2 separate regions of the Mus musculus genome follow, and region 2 is linked to region 1. Evidence: chromatin contacts called from public promoter capture Hi-C data. All regions are on one chromosome and are shown on one strand. Each heading gives the region's core, a stretch centred on a gene start, on an enhancer-like site or on the middle of the called end of the contact. The rest is flanking DNA. Distances are from core to core; before and after follow the strand shown. Region 1 overlaps Gm34877 (a long non-coding RNA gene). Region 2 holds the start of P4ha3 (procollagen-proline, 2-oxoglutarate 4-dioxygenase (proline 4-hydroxylase), alpha polypeptide III).

Region 1 (4,260 bases), core at 896-3,395:
GTACACATGCATACAGTTGGAAAAACATTACATATATGACAAATGTGACGAGATAGTTAAGTTTCTTTTAATTTTGTTTTTTTTTAAGACAGAGTCTCACTGTATAGTCCTGACTGGCCAGGAACTCAGTACATGGACCATGAACTCACGGGGATCTGCCTGCCTCTGCCTCCCAAATTCTGAGATTAGAGATATACACCACCATACCTGACTCCTTGAATTCTTGATAAAACATCCATGAAATGGAAATGTCCCAAGATTTGTCTGGAAGACAGTAGGCTGGCCCAGCAAGGTAAAGGGGTTTTCTATGAATAAAAGTCAAAAGAAGAGTCCAGCAGCACCGGGCATGGTGGCACACACCTTTAATCCCAGCACTTGGGAGGCAGAGGCAGGCGGATTTCTGAGTTCGAGGCCAGCCTGGTCTACAGAGTAAGTTCCAGGACAGCCAGGGCTATACAAAGAAACCCTGTCTCAAAACAAAACAAAACAACAAGAGTCCAGCAGTTGAGGAGCTAGAGAAATTACCCAAGGAGCTATAGGGAACTGCAACCCTATAGGTGGAACAACAATATGAACTAACCAGTACCTGGGAGCTCTTGTCTTTAGCTGCATATGTATCAAAAGATGGCCTAGTCGGCCATCACTGCAAAGAGAGGCCCATTGGACTTGCAAACTTTATATGCCCCAGTACAGGGGAATGCCAGGGCCAAAAAGGGGGAGTGGGTGGGTAGGGGATTGGGGGGGTGGGTATGGGGGACCTTTGGGATAGCATTGAAAATGTAAATGAGGAAAATACCTAAAAAAAAAAAAAGAGTCCAGCAGCATAGCGACTCAGAGAAAGAGCCAGTTCTGAACCCTACCCCAGCACTCAATAGCTCTGTGACTTTGAACAATGAACCTTGTTATTGCCATCTGCAAAATGGTAATAAAAAATAGATTTTTACCCCCAAGTTGTGCTGTGGTGGTACATGCCTTTAATCGCAGCACTTAGTAGGCAGATCTCTGAGTTTGAGGTCATCCCTGTCTAGAAAGTGAGTTCCAGGACAGCCAGGGCTACACAGAGAAACCCTGTCTCAAAAGAGAAACAACAGCGGCAGCTTCCACAAAGATTGGTTATAGATGAGGTAATACAAGTCAAACTTAGCATGGTGGCTAACAATTACTCAGGATGTAGGTACCACATAGGACAAGAGCAGGTAGAGAATATAGCCTCCCATAGAGAAGTTAACATTCCAAGACATATGCTTACTTGTGACAGAAGCACAAATCTTGTGAATATGTAACAGTGTGGGAAAACTCTGTAGGTAGACTGCGATGATGTATCCATGTGTGGCTTCAGGTGACTGGGCCTGACTGGGGTGGTGAGGGAATAAAGGAAAGACAGACAGATGGACACATGGGCACACAGAAAAACTGGGTCAGCTGCTGGAGAAGCCAAGCACTCTGAAAGTGTAGTATGCTTGTTATATAGAGTCAAATAGGGAGGCAGGGTTATTGCACCCAGCTGAATAAGGAGGCTGGTAGGTAACAAGGAGGCAGGATTATGCTGTACAGCTGGATTGGGGAGGCAAAATTAGCTAATATGGATGGGAGCAGATTCTGCAGGTGAGCAGTCTTCAGGCCATAAGCATGGTAGTGGTCAGAGAAAGAAAGCAATGGTGGACATGTGGACATTTTCTGTACACGTGCATACACACACACACATACACACACTATCCATATATGGCCCAGAGGAAGGCTTTGCCACTTCCCTCTGAGCTGCACCCTGAAGGGGAATGTTTTGCCATTCCTCCACGGGACTGAGGCTTTGGGGTCCTTACCATGGCACTGCCATGTCTACAGATATACCTTCATTCAGGATTTCAGTCATCCGTGCTCCCTTCCCTCCATACACTACAATATTCTCTTCCATCTTTGGGTTAGAAGCAGAGAAAGTTTATTTTACAGTGATTTTAGGATAAAAAGTCCTTAACACATTATATGCTCATTAATAAAGTATTTCACATTTTTTATTGTTATTTGAGTACTACTGTGATCCACTACTGTAAATAACCAAAAGTCAGGGAGTCCAAGACCTTGTCTTTCATCCAACAAACAGTTATGCAATGTTTGTCATGTGCTGGGCTCTTTGTTGGCCCTGGAGGAAATAGTGGTAAGAGGAAATAGAAATTTCAGCAATGTGAAGAAAGGAGACAGAGCAAATGGGCAGTTGTCATAGAGCATGGAGAATGTCTTGTTGGGGTGTGTAGGACATTGCAGACTTATTTACAGCAAGTACATTTGACTCTATCTGAGGACCCAGACCAAAGCAAATGTTGTTTTCCTCTGGAAATAAAGTACTGTAGACTATCTGAGCAGTAAGTAGGAGTTAGTCAGGATCATGCTGGAAATAATGTACAAGCCAAGACTAGCTCGCTTAAATTGTGAGCCCTTGCTACAGAGAAATGCTGATCGGTAACTTCACAGAAGTAGGACAGCGCCTCTGGTATTGGAATTTCATTCCTGTCAACAGAAAGTAAGATAAAGGCTTGAGATTCAGAGGCCCAGGGCGAATGAACAGTAACACTGCGAGTGACCCAGAGAGACAAAGGAGCAGAAAGCTGGGAGGTTGAGGGAATGTTCATCCCTCAATTCATAAATGGGCAGAACAAAGGGAAGGATGGTGGGAGAATCAGGTTCCCTGTAATGTAGCAGCTGATCTTGGTTTAGCCACAAGCTCCTTTTTATTTTGCAATTTGGAATGAGAATCTCCCTCTTAGAGACTCTAGTCTCTCCAGCTGTAAGCTGTGTGGGTTGAACTGTTGGAAAGAAGTCAAGAAAGGGCTGCTATGGACTGGGCATCAAAGCAGGCAGATACACAGGATCGAACAGCTTAGGCCTACGCTTCAGCAACATTGGTACTTGAGCCCAGACTGACCAAAGCCCAGAGGAATGCAGTGTCCGATGTTGAGCATAGGAACTCTCTAGCTACCAATTCTAGAATGGGAGCTACCTTTTCTAGATGTACGGCTCAAACCTTAGTTTTCAGAGGACAGCATGGTATGATTTCACATGGTTCCCTCTCTGCCTTCCTCCCTTCTGTCCTAGGGAACTCTGGGAAGATGTGTGGGGTGGGGGGTGATGATCTTGTAGAAGCAATGCCCAGACAGAAGACAACTGATTGTAAATGGTGCTATTTCAGTCAGCAGCTGGAGAACGACCTTGAGACTACTGTAGTGAACATTAATCGTGTCAGCGCAAAGCCCACCCTTTCTGCTTCCAATAGTACCCCCTTTCATTTATAACATCAATTCCCTTGCATAAATCTCATCATTCCTCACCCATGGCAAGAGGACGAACACTTCAAACCAGGAGGAAGAGAGACTTTGGTCAATTGGAATTAAAACGGCCAGTCTCTCTCGGATGGCAAAACGTCAAGACAAACCCAGAAGCTGCTGGTGTGTCCCTTCGGTGCTGGTGAAGTTAGTCGTGACTGCAGGCTCAGACTCAGAAAAGATGGGCAGGTGTGGTGGCAGTGGACAGATGTGTGAGGACGAGGCATGCAAAAGAATACAGTTGAGAGTGGTACACGTCCATAGCCCCAGTCCTCAGGAATTGAGGCAGGAGGATCGGGAGCTCAAGCCATCCTTGACTACATACAAGTTTGAGGCCAGCCTGGGCTAGATGAGGCTCTTTTCTCAAAACAAACAGCAACAAAAAATTTCCCTTGTGAAACTGTTGTATTTCCAGGAATGACATCTGCCTTGCTGATGTGAAAAATAAGCTTCTCTTTCACATTATGAAGTTTTTGTCTCTAGAACACCCCTCCCACCCCCGCCAAGCATTGCCTGTACCAGAAGTCCTTTATTTTCTGTGGGGGTAACTTATCTGATGGTTCCTCTGAGGTGCTTCTCATGGTAGACAAGGCAGGGTTGTTTCTGTTGTATATCTAGAATACAGGGGACAAGATGGCTCATTAGGTGACACACTTTCCTTGTAAGCTTAGTGATCTGAGGTCCATCCCTGGAGCCTATAGACAGGAGGAAGAGAGCTGACGCTGGAAAGTTATCTGACTTCCATACAGCTGCCATGGCTTGTGTATACCCCATCCATCCTCAAAGGAAATAAATAAATAAATAAATAAATAATCTTCAAATTACTAGGGCCCAAAGTCACAGAGCAGGTAAAGCAAGGTCCGGAACATAGGATGTGGCTATTTTTGTTTCCATGATGCAGAGTTCTTTGTCCACTCCAGTACTGGAGCGGCTCAGAATATTTCAC
Region 2 (4,260 bases), core at 507-3,006, 77 kb before region 1:
ACTAAAGCTTAAAGATATAACACGGTCAGAGTCAAAAATTCAGAGACCTGTTGAGCTCCTGAATCTAGACTCTGAGTCACTTGGTACCCACAGTGTTCCACACACTTTCTCCTGCATTGGCTTTCTCCTCTTCCTCCTCTTCTTTTCCTCCTCCTCCATCTCCTCCTCCTCTCCTTTTTCCCTTCTTCCTCCTCTTCCCTTTTTTCTCCTCCTCCTCCTCCTTTTTTTTAGTATAGACAGGTGTCTTTTATTAGCTTTTCCTAAACTTGTCTCCTGCTTACAGCCTGTTTTTCTTAGTGTAAGAATGTAATCTGCAGGTTTTTTTTTTTTAACAAACCAATTTGATACTGCAACTCAAACAAATGCGTGTCTAACTACAAGCCATCAGTTGCCACCAATGGCATTTGAAGAGCAGACTGCAGGATTAAGCCAACCCTTACGAAACTGGCTGTCCTTCATGACCATTTCTTATAAACATTTGTGGGAGTGGAGCAGGGCGGGTTGGCATGGGAATGGATTTGAAATTTAAAGTTACTGGAAATCAAATGATGTGCTTCTGCTCTGTCTAGACAAGTTTGTAAGATCAATTGGATTTATGTGGAAACAACTGTGCCTTATAGTCCGTGGGCTTCTCAGTGTCCAAAGCAAAGAAGGCACAAGACATGTTGGTATCATATGCAAGCATTCCTTTTTCATCTTGGACACTGATTAGTGCTCTAAGTCCCACACTTTACAACAGTTTACCTTCCAGGATCTAACTCTACTTTGCTGACTGCATAAAAAATAATGTTGGCTGTGTGTTTGTGCACACTACTCCCAGTATTACCCCGTGTGAAGTAGTTTTTCACAGTGTTTTCTTTGGAGTCAGACATTTTCACATACATACAACCTCTCAGCTACTACTTACATTCAGAGAACTTTTACCCATGGAAAAAGAAATAAGAGCTATAATGGTCACCACAGCATTCTACTGTGTCAGCAGTAACTTGACAAGAAGTCCAAGGTCATTTGCTGCTTGACACAGTATTTGTGAGATCCAACTGGACTCTAGAATCTCCATGCTACCTACACTTTTTCACAGTGTATCAACTTGGACATGTGAAGGTGGATGGGGGGTGGTGTCACACCCCGGGGTGTGTGTTTGTGTGTGACAGAGACAGAGAGTGAGAGACAGAGAGACAGGGAGAGACAGAGAAACAGAAAGAGACAGAGACACGGACAAACACACATACATACAGACACATAGACACAGAGAGAGACAGAGACCGGAACAGAGAGACAGAGACACACACACAAAGAGGCAGAGAGACAGGCACAGAGACAAAGAGACAGACACAGACAGACAGACAGACAGACACAGAGAGTGAGAGAGAGGGAGAGAGAGAGAGAGAGAGAGAGAGAGAGAGAGAGTGACACAGAACTCCTCATTCCCCTTCAAAGTGTCTCAGGGTCCCCACCACATGACAGTTGGGTCTGGAAGTCACTTTGGGCCTCAGTTACTCCTCACCCTCAGTCGCTGAGCATCCCGGCTCCCTGGAGACGCCCTCACCTGGTCAAGTCGCGCAGCCGCGCCTCCTCGCCGCGCAGGTAGCGCCTCAGTGTCCCCAGCAGCCTGCGCTCGGGCGCCAGGGCGCGCGCCACGCTGGTCAGCGCGGAGAACGTGTCCTCCCGCCCCGTGGCCGCCGCGGGGTCTCCCCCGAGCGCCAGCAGCGCCAGCAGAGCCAGCCGCGCCCCTGGGCCCATCGCAGGGTCGCGCGTCCCTCCGCGCTCTCGCCCGGCGCCGCCCCGGCCCGCCCGCCCGCCCGCAGCCTTCCGTCGCCCGCCCTTGGCCGCCTCCGTCCCCTCAGCACTGAATTCCTTAGTGCCTGGCCCGCCGCTAACTCCACACTGATTCCACCGTGCCTGTCACATTTGGGGGAACTGAGGCGAGCGCGGGTGAGCAGTGATTTCTCTAGTTACAGCCGTGCTGAGCCATCATCCAAATTCCTCCTGTGGGACAGGGGAGGACACAAAAACCTCTGGATTATGAGGGGAACTCCAAAGGGTGACACAGCATGGTGACAGAAGTGCAGGTGGCTGGGGCAGAGGGGTAAAGTCTTCACAGAGGACAGGACCTCAGGTGATCTTGAAAGATGGCTAGGACTTACAGAAGCTGAAACTCTAGGATCGAGTCACTACAGAGTCACACAAAAATACCATCATTATATTCTACTAGGCTGCTTGTTTCTTTCACCCCGCTATCCCTTTTGCCCAGCAATGTTTATTCATTTACTCATTCATTTAAGTGTTCAGTAACATCTGTGCTATAGTAGGTGCAGATGCAGCCCGCTGCTCATAAAGGGAAATGGAAATGTAAACCACCATAAAAACACAAAATGGGCAACCACAGGCTGTGTGCAATGGGTGAGGACCTCATCCCCAAAGAGGGGCTTCCCCTGGCATGCTTTGATGGGGAGAGAGCTTCACAGAGTCAATGTGTGTAGTTCTAACAGTATCTTGACTTTAGGCCATCCTGGATTATCCTGGTGAGCTCAACGCAGTTGCCAAGGTCCTTTTAAAAAGGCAAAGAAAAAGCCGGGCGGTGGTGGCCCACGCCTTTAATCCCAGCACTTGGGAGGCAGAGAAACCCTGTCTCGAAAAACAAACAAACAAACGGCAAAGAAAGATACAGGACAATAACAGCCAAATCAGAGACTTGATGATGCTGTGTTGCGACTTTGAAAATGGATAAACGGTCTGTGAGTAACAGGTTGTAGGTAGCTTCTAGAAGGTTGAGAAGGCTGGGGGACAGATCTTTCCTAGTCTGCAGGAAGAACAGATCTGCCAATACCTTGATTTTATCTCGTGACACCTATTCGTTACGGTTTGAATTTGAAATGAACCTCACAGTTTCATCCTCTTGAATACTTGGTAAAAACCAAGCTATGGAGCTTTGGGGAAGTAGGGCTTACATACTCCACTAGGTTCACTAAGGCTTCACTGCTGGCCAGAGCCATCAGGTTTCTGTCTGCTGGATGTGAGCACCGGCCACATATGCTAGCCACCAGACGGGGCAAGACCTGCCAACACACCTTCCTTTTCATGATGGGCTCCAGGAGTCAAAGAAATCTTTTCTCTGTTACAGTGTGTCTGTCAGATATCTGGTCACAGTGCTGAAAAAGTCTAATACATCGGTTCAGACTTCTGAATTCTGAGGCAGTAGGATAAAAAAATCTGGGTTATTATAAGCCCCAGAGTTTGTGATAACTTGTCTAAGCAATAGGAAACTTGGGCGGGTGAGAAGGCCAGCAGCTAAGAGTGCATACACACTGCTCTTACTGAAGGCCTGAGCTGAGTTTTCCCCATCCACGTCCATATAGGGTGTTACATAAATTATTGTATGTTAAACCAACCTCAAATGCCTAATGTAAATCCTCTTAGGTCACAATGCACATTCACATTAATATGTTGCTGGATTTTGTTTGTTGATATTTTGTTGTAACATTTTTGTATCTTTATTATAAGAGAAGGTAGCCCATAGTTTTCTCGAATTATTTTTGTCTGGTCTTTATATCAATGTAAAACTAATTTCAGAGATCACAGTGGGAATTGTTCCCTCCTTTCCTACAGTTTAGAAGAATCTGGAAAGGATTGAAATTTGTTCTTCTTTGAGTAGCTTGAAGAATTCACCATTAAAGTCAGTTAATTCTAAGCTTTCTTTTGGGAGATGTTTTGGTTCTTGATTCAGTCTCCATAGCAACTGTTTTAGAGCAGGCTGCATGGCAATGGAGTCTCTTAATGTTCTTTCCTCTAGGATTGCTTTATTGCTGAGGCTTGTCTCCCTGGCTATAAAATTTCACGTTCACATTGCTTTCCTTCTGGCACCTTAACGTTCTCTGTCCTCTGTGGAAAATGCCCAGCTCCTTCAGTCACTCTGGTAACGTTCTCTCTAGCTAGTTTCAAAGAGTTTTCTGTCATATTTCCTTTGCTTTTATCTTTCAGCAGTTTAATGCTAGGCATCGAATTCTTTGAGTTTGTCCTTTTTAGAGGTCACTTAAATGTCTTGCTTCTGTAAGTTGTGACTTTTATCAAATTTGAGAACTGGTCCTACTTTTTTTTTTTTTTCCTGAATTGTCTTGAATTTTTTGAATGCAGAAATCTGGTACTTCCTATCAGGTCTTTGAGGCTCGGGTTATTTTTAAAGTGATTTTTCTCTCATTCACATTACACACTTTCTGTGGATCTGTGTTTAAATATGCCAACTCCTCTGTCACCTCAATT

The links. Promoter capture Hi-C pulls out the DNA fragments that hold promoters and counts their contacts.
Region 2: a contact with region 1 is called in a promoter capture Hi-C map of macrophages, with 5 read pairs. The contact joins the promoter of P4ha3 here to the enhancer-like site in region 1. A contact is called at or near these places in 1 of 39 promoter capture datasets (macrophages), 1 of 15 datasets of contacts at CTCF or cohesin (large pre-B cells), 3 of 484 Hi-C or Micro-C datasets (the Ba/F3 cell line, bone marrow-derived macrophages and nephron progenitors) and 1 of 9 other capture datasets (adipose tissue).

Annotation. Positions count from the first base shown.
Region 1 is chr7:100,205,961-100,210,220 of GRCm38.p6, reverse strand. The region is part of intron 1 of Gm34877 (a long non-coding RNA gene); the gene reads left to right. Among named protein-coding and RNA genes, the nearest start is that of Gm45994, 15 kb to the right of the region's middle. Within about 2 kb of position 2,145, at least 26 of the 459 cell types and tissues checked have an H3K27ac peak or open chromatin away from gene starts, as enhancers often do. A contact at or near this core is called in adipose tissue, bone marrow-derived macrophages and macrophages, where this site is marked.
Region 2 is chr7:100,283,016-100,287,275 of GRCm38.p6, reverse strand. P4ha3 (procollagen-proline, 2-oxoglutarate 4-dioxygenase (proline 4-hydroxylase), alpha polypeptide III) reads right to left here and starts at 1,756. Exons shown (of 13, transcript NM_177161.4): 1 at 1,550-1,756. The coding sequence starts at 1,743.